Regions from separate parts of the Zea mays genome. Here region 2 is linked to region 1. A link is a contact called in public Hi-C data. All regions are on one chromosome and are shown on one strand. The core of a region is the stretch at or near the end of the contact, and the rest is flanking DNA. Distances in the headings are between cores, read along the strand shown.

The links. Hi-C and Micro-C count contacts between places; a contact is called where the count stands out from the background.
Region 2: a contact with region 1 is called in a Hi-C map of ear, with 5 times the contacts expected there. The contact joins the enhancer-like site here to the promoter of LOC103627372 in region 1. A contact is called at or near these places in 13 of 25 Hi-C or Micro-C datasets (bundle sheath, ear, endosperm and 3 more) and 2 of 3 datasets of contacts at active chromatin or transcription factors (leaf and seedling).

The regions. Positions count from the first base shown.
Region 1 is chr5:183,589,180-183,591,879 of Zm-B73-REFERENCE-NAM-5.0, forward strand. LOC103627372 (plant intracellular Ras-group-related LRR protein 2) reads left to right here and starts at 1,340. Exons shown (of 3, transcript XM_008647663.3): 1 at 1,340-2,239; 2 at 2,607-2,700. The coding sequence starts at 1,541. It overlaps LOC100276844, which reads right to left and starts at 1,213. Exons shown (of 2, transcript NM_001150551.1): 1 at 983-1,213; 2 at 489-878. The coding sequence starts at 1,120. The coding sequence ends at 726.
Region 2 is chr5:183,664,076-183,666,775 of Zm-B73-REFERENCE-NAM-5.0, forward strand. No RefSeq gene overlaps it. Among protein-coding and RNA genes, the nearest start is that of LOC103627373, 4.2 kb to the left of the region's middle. Within about 2 kb of position 1,311, at least 17 of the 20 cell types and tissues checked have an H3K27ac peak or open chromatin away from gene starts, as enhancers often do. A contact at or near this core is called in bundle sheath, ear, leaf and 3 more, where this site is marked.

The DNA of each region.
Region 1 (2,700 bases), core at 90-2,589:
ACACAATGTATTCGATATTCATAGCTTCAAAATACGCATACCTAATAACACAGTAGACAAACTGGTCTTATTAAATTAGAGAACTGAAAAGTAAATAAGCTTTTTTGGGTGTCAAGTATAGAAAATCAACAGGCAATCAATGAAAATTAATAAGCACATTCCAGCAACACACTGACAACAAACACTTTATAGTTCAACTGCTAAGAGGACACTCATATAGAACACTTTGTTTTTTTAAAGGAATCCTCGATGTGAATGTCTAGGTTAATGACACCTGACAATTACAGTACTTGAGTGTTACTACGGCAAGTCGACATTACTAATAGCTCAATTTAATTCGCTCCTTGATGTCTCTTTTCTGTAAAGCAGTGCTTCAAAATTTTCATATAAGAAGATTCGACCACAAAAGAAATAGAACAGTGTAAGAATCTTGACAAGGATTTGTTGGTCATGACACAAACAACAAAATGGTAAGAAGTAGCAGTATCTGGCACAAATAGAGGAAACTAATATAGCATTTAAATTGGACCGATTAATCATGTACTTGTTTCATACACAAGGTCCACACGACAAGGACATGCTCAGATCCTGAGAACAGACAGCAGCAAAATAGGGTAACAGCGTATCTAGATAGAAGGAGCAACTCAGGGATTGCGAAATACAGACTGGACAGCGGGGATGACGACGCTCAAGGACGCCGACGAAGCACGGGGGAGCCACCTGGGTCAACCGGTCTCCTGGTCGAAGTCGTCGCCGTCAGACTCCTCGACGTTGTCTGCATCGTCGTCCTCCACCTCAGCGTCGTACTCCTCCTTGGTGTCGCCCGTGGGCTTCCCGATGATAACCAGGTGGCTGTTGGTCTTCCGGATCTCGTTCAGCTGAGAGGCAAGCAAAGGGAGAAACAAAGGAAGCGTCAGTCAGTCACCCCGTCGGCATCGGGAGCGTTGGAGAAGGGGCAAGGGAATAGAGAGAACCACTGCACCTTATCCTCGAGGTCGGACTCGGCCATGGAGAGGAGAAGCTCGTCCTCCTGGGAGGTGGCCGGCACGGGGAGCAGCGTGGACGCCGGGATCAGCGCCGGCGATGGCCACTGCCGCATCAGCGCCGGGAACTGCAGCATCTCTGCACTCAGTCGCGACCGCCGCAACTTCGTTTCAGTTTGGGGGAGGGGACCTGGAGCGGGTGTGGCGGAAGCCGAGAAATTTGCTATTTTGTCACTCTCAATTTTGGCTGCCTGTTATTATGCCATCCTTCTTACTGGCTGAAATGGGCTTTCGTCTCTGTGTGCCGCTGGCAGAAGCCCTTCTTACGGCCCATCGTAGCTGCCAATTCTCGCGTCCGGACCGGACCCCGGAACGCGCGGCCGTTCACTCAAGCTCTCGAATAAAATTTCCCGGTTTTCCGGTCCGGATCCCAAATCCAGAAATCCTACGACTCGCTCGTCCTCTCGTCTCCTCCGATCCGTTCCGTTCGCGAGCCACCGATCCCGCCAACGGGAGCGAACGAGAACGATCGCGTCGTCGTCGTCGCAGCCGCCGCCATGGATCCGACGCCGCAGTCACACCCGATCCTTGCCTACGTGCTCTCCCGCCTCCCCTCGCTGCCCGCGGTGAGGACGCCGAGGTCCCCGCGCGAGCGGGACCTCGAGCAGCCGTCCCCGCGCACGCCGTCGGGTGCCGCGGAGATCGACTTGGTGGGGCGCATGCCAGGCCTGCGCCACCCGTCCGTGCTGTCTGCCATGACCCGCGCCGTCGCCGACGTCTCCTCGGCGCGCGACGCGATCCGCCTCCTGGGGCCCCGGCCCGACCACGAGCAAGTCGACGCCTCCCGCGAACTTCTCCGCTTGGCCGATGCTGGGAAGAAGGCAGACGCCAACGCGGACGTGAAGACGAAGGATCTCGACGAGGAGAAGCTGGCCAAGTGCCGGGAGGTGGTGCGGCTGGAGGAGGACCACGAGGCGTACGGCGCCCTGCTGCGCGACGCGGAGGGGAAGCTGGAGCACGTGTACCAGATGGCGATGCACGGGAGGGACATCAAGAAGGTGGGCGGCGGTGATGGCAAAGGGGAAGAGGGTTCCGGGGCGGTGGACGAGGAGGTGGTGCGGGTGCTCAAGGACGCGGGGGAAGGGAAGGTGGTGGAGCGGGTGAACCTCGCCGATCGGCAGATGCGCCTACTGCCGGAGCCCATTGGCCGGATCCGCGGCCTCCTCGCGCTCGACGTCTCCCGCAACCAGCTCAAGGTTAGGGACTCGTACCTAAGCATTCGCGCCGTCTCCCTACATCATGCATTGTGACGTCCACGAATTTTCTGAATGAGTTGTTGGGATTGGTCGAATGGCAGTATTTTGTAGTGATCATATCGAAGTTCATTCTCCCTTGCACATTGCACAAAGTGCTTTGAAATTAAAGTGGTTTTCTGTGGAATTAAAGTGGTTTTATGAAATTCTTAAACCGATTCACATGAAAAGGTCTGTACAATTTCGGTTAAATTTTCGCGTTCAAACGGATCTAAATTAAACTACACATGTGGCGCTGTGGCAGTTCAGTTCACGGGCGAATTCCCTGTTTGGCGCCTTCAACAGTGATGTTCCTTGCTTGAATTCGCAGGTGATTCCCGACGCGATTGGTGGGCTCGAACACCTAGAAGAACTCCGCCTCGCTTCCAACGACTTGGTTTCTCTTCCAGACTCCATTGGCCTTC
Region 2 (2,700 bases), core at 61-2,560, 75 kb after region 1:
CTGTCCGAGCTAGAACCCGCGCACGACCGGTGGCGCGCGATTTTTGCGCCGTAAATTTGGGCTCCATTCGCCATTACGAAACAAATATACGATTTACGGTAAAAGTTGTACTAATTTACAATGTTTCAGTTCACGTTTTATGCTGAAATCTATTCGAGCCAGAACCCGCGCTCAATCGGTCGCACGCCATTTTCACGCTGTAATTCGGGCCTCATTTGCTGTTACGAAATAGATATACGATTTACGCTAAATTGTGTACCCATTTACATTGTTTTAGCTCACGTTTTACGCTAAAATCTATTCGAGCTAGAACCCGCGCACGATCGGACGCACACGATTTTTACGCCGTAATTTGGGGATGCATTTGCTGTTACGAAACAGATATACAATTTACGCTAAATTTCGTACTCATTTACGTTATTTTAGATCACGTTTTACACTACAATCCGCCTGAGCCAGAACCAGCACACGATCGGACGCGCGTGGGTATACGTGAGCCTGAGCCAGAACCAGCACACGATCGGACGCGCGTGGGTATACGTGAGTGGGGCTTCCCGTACTAATGGCTTCCATTACCTCCTCTATCTATATATATATTATATATATATATATTTTCTTACTTCCTGTTAAAAAAACAAAAAAAAGGGAAGAAGCACTCTGCTTGACCAGCCGGGCCCGCAAATCAGCACTCCTCTTCTCCCCCTCCTTGCTGCTGCCAGCTAGGGCGTCAGAAGCTTCTTCTCCCTCCGTCCTCAGCAGTCAGCACTCGTGTGCGCATGGAGCTCTGAGCTCTCCCCAGCACCTTGAGACATCCCATCTTTGTGCCCCAGCCACCGCACCGTCCCCCACTAAGGACTGGAACCCAATGCCCCGATCACTACACCCTTGCTCCTCCCACTCCACCACAGAGAGCCGCCCCCTCGTCGGGTCCCGGGCTCCACCATCGTTTCACTAACGCCAACCTATTTAAGAGACTCACCTAGAGCTCCCTCGCCCTAGCTCCCTGGAGCATCTCCCACCCTCCTCTCCACCTCCACACTCGCCTCCTCGAAGCCACAAGACGTCACTGTCTTCCCTCTTTGTCTTCCCTGGGGACCGATACTCGCTTTGCTAGAGTGTCCTCTTGATTCCCCGCTCCCTGTGTCTAGGAAACCGAATTGCTGGCGAAGAACCGCCGGTGAGCCACGCCACCGCGACGGCCCGGTCTGGTCAGATCGACTGTCACCCGGCGCCTCTCGCGCCGTTTCCTCTGCCACCGCTGCCATAGTGCCATGTGGGCTCTACCCAGCGTCATTTCCACCTGTCTCCCTTCTACGTGGGCCAAGTGGGCCGTGGCACCCCGAGTGGCCGACCCAGCTAGGCCAAATGGCCACCGACCAGCCCATATCCCTTGATTATTTATTTTCCTTTTCGTTCTCAACCTTTTTTCAAAAAAGGAGGAAAAGTTCGATTTAATTCAAACATATATATATATATATAATATTACAATTATATTATGCCCTTCATCTATGAAAATGGTTGATGTATTGTTCTCACTGTTTATGTTTTTAGACGAAGTCGAGACTGATGTTCTAAAAACCCTAGCTCTTGAAGAAGTCAAGTCCGCTTTGCCATTGATGCATAAATGTCCCAGCCTTTTACGTTCCATCCTATGCTGGGGAAAATGGAGGTATCCTTGCATTAAGTGAGTAGAGAGTTGCTAGCCCTGCATTAGTTATTCATTATTCTTCTTCGACAAGAAGTAGAGAGGAAGTGGTATTTTCTAAAAAAGGGAAATTTTTTGTGAAAATCAGAGTAAAGTGTTTGATTAACACCATCACCACCATGAGCTGGATGGTCGGGACTCCCTGGTCGTGGGAGGGCTCAAAGAGAAGTTAGCTTAGCCGGATTAGGCATGAGCGTGGTGGACTGTCCCATCTCGCTTAAGGACCAGTTTATCATTTATTTCTTGCCTAAACTCTCAAAAGTACAACCACTCGAGGTTGTATGGACAACTGCTCAGTTTGAGTCTACATGGGCCGAATCCGAGGGTTATTGACGACTGGGGAGCACTAGGAGGAAAAGGAAGGGGAACATTAGCGTCTTGGTTTGGGAAAGATGGTGGACTTGTTCCTCTCGATATTACCGCCAAGGTAAAGCCGTATAGGGGAGGATAGAATTTCGGTACTCAGATCGCACGATGGTGGGATTGTAGAAATTGAACTAGTAGGTAAAGTGCACACCACTGCAAAAAGTCAAAAATCTATTCAAATAGTCTGTGTCCATTAGAATGGATGAGTATGGTATGGTTACCACAAATAGAATATTTAGGTGTTCATTCAAAAAAGGGAGTGCGTGTATGTGTCATCCCAATTAAAGGAGTTTATGTACCACGGGGGTGAGGTGCCCAGTGGTGTTTCATAAAAAGGTACTCTTTTCTAGTGATACTTCAGGGTTTAAGCCACTTTTTCCAAAATTAAACAAAGGAGGGATTTGAGCACCAACTCCCACTAAAGTGCATGTGAATTATATAGGTCTCTCACCTTAAGGGTAAAAGTCGATTTGCGGAGTACATTTGTACTCACTCATTGCTTCATGAATTTTTTCAGTGGCAGAAGACTCGATGTTCGATTTGATGGGGCTATGTCTACACCTAGCCTGCTTGTGGCTTAGGGGCAAAGCTCATTCCGCTTTCATTTCGCTCTTCGAAGCCTCGCACTT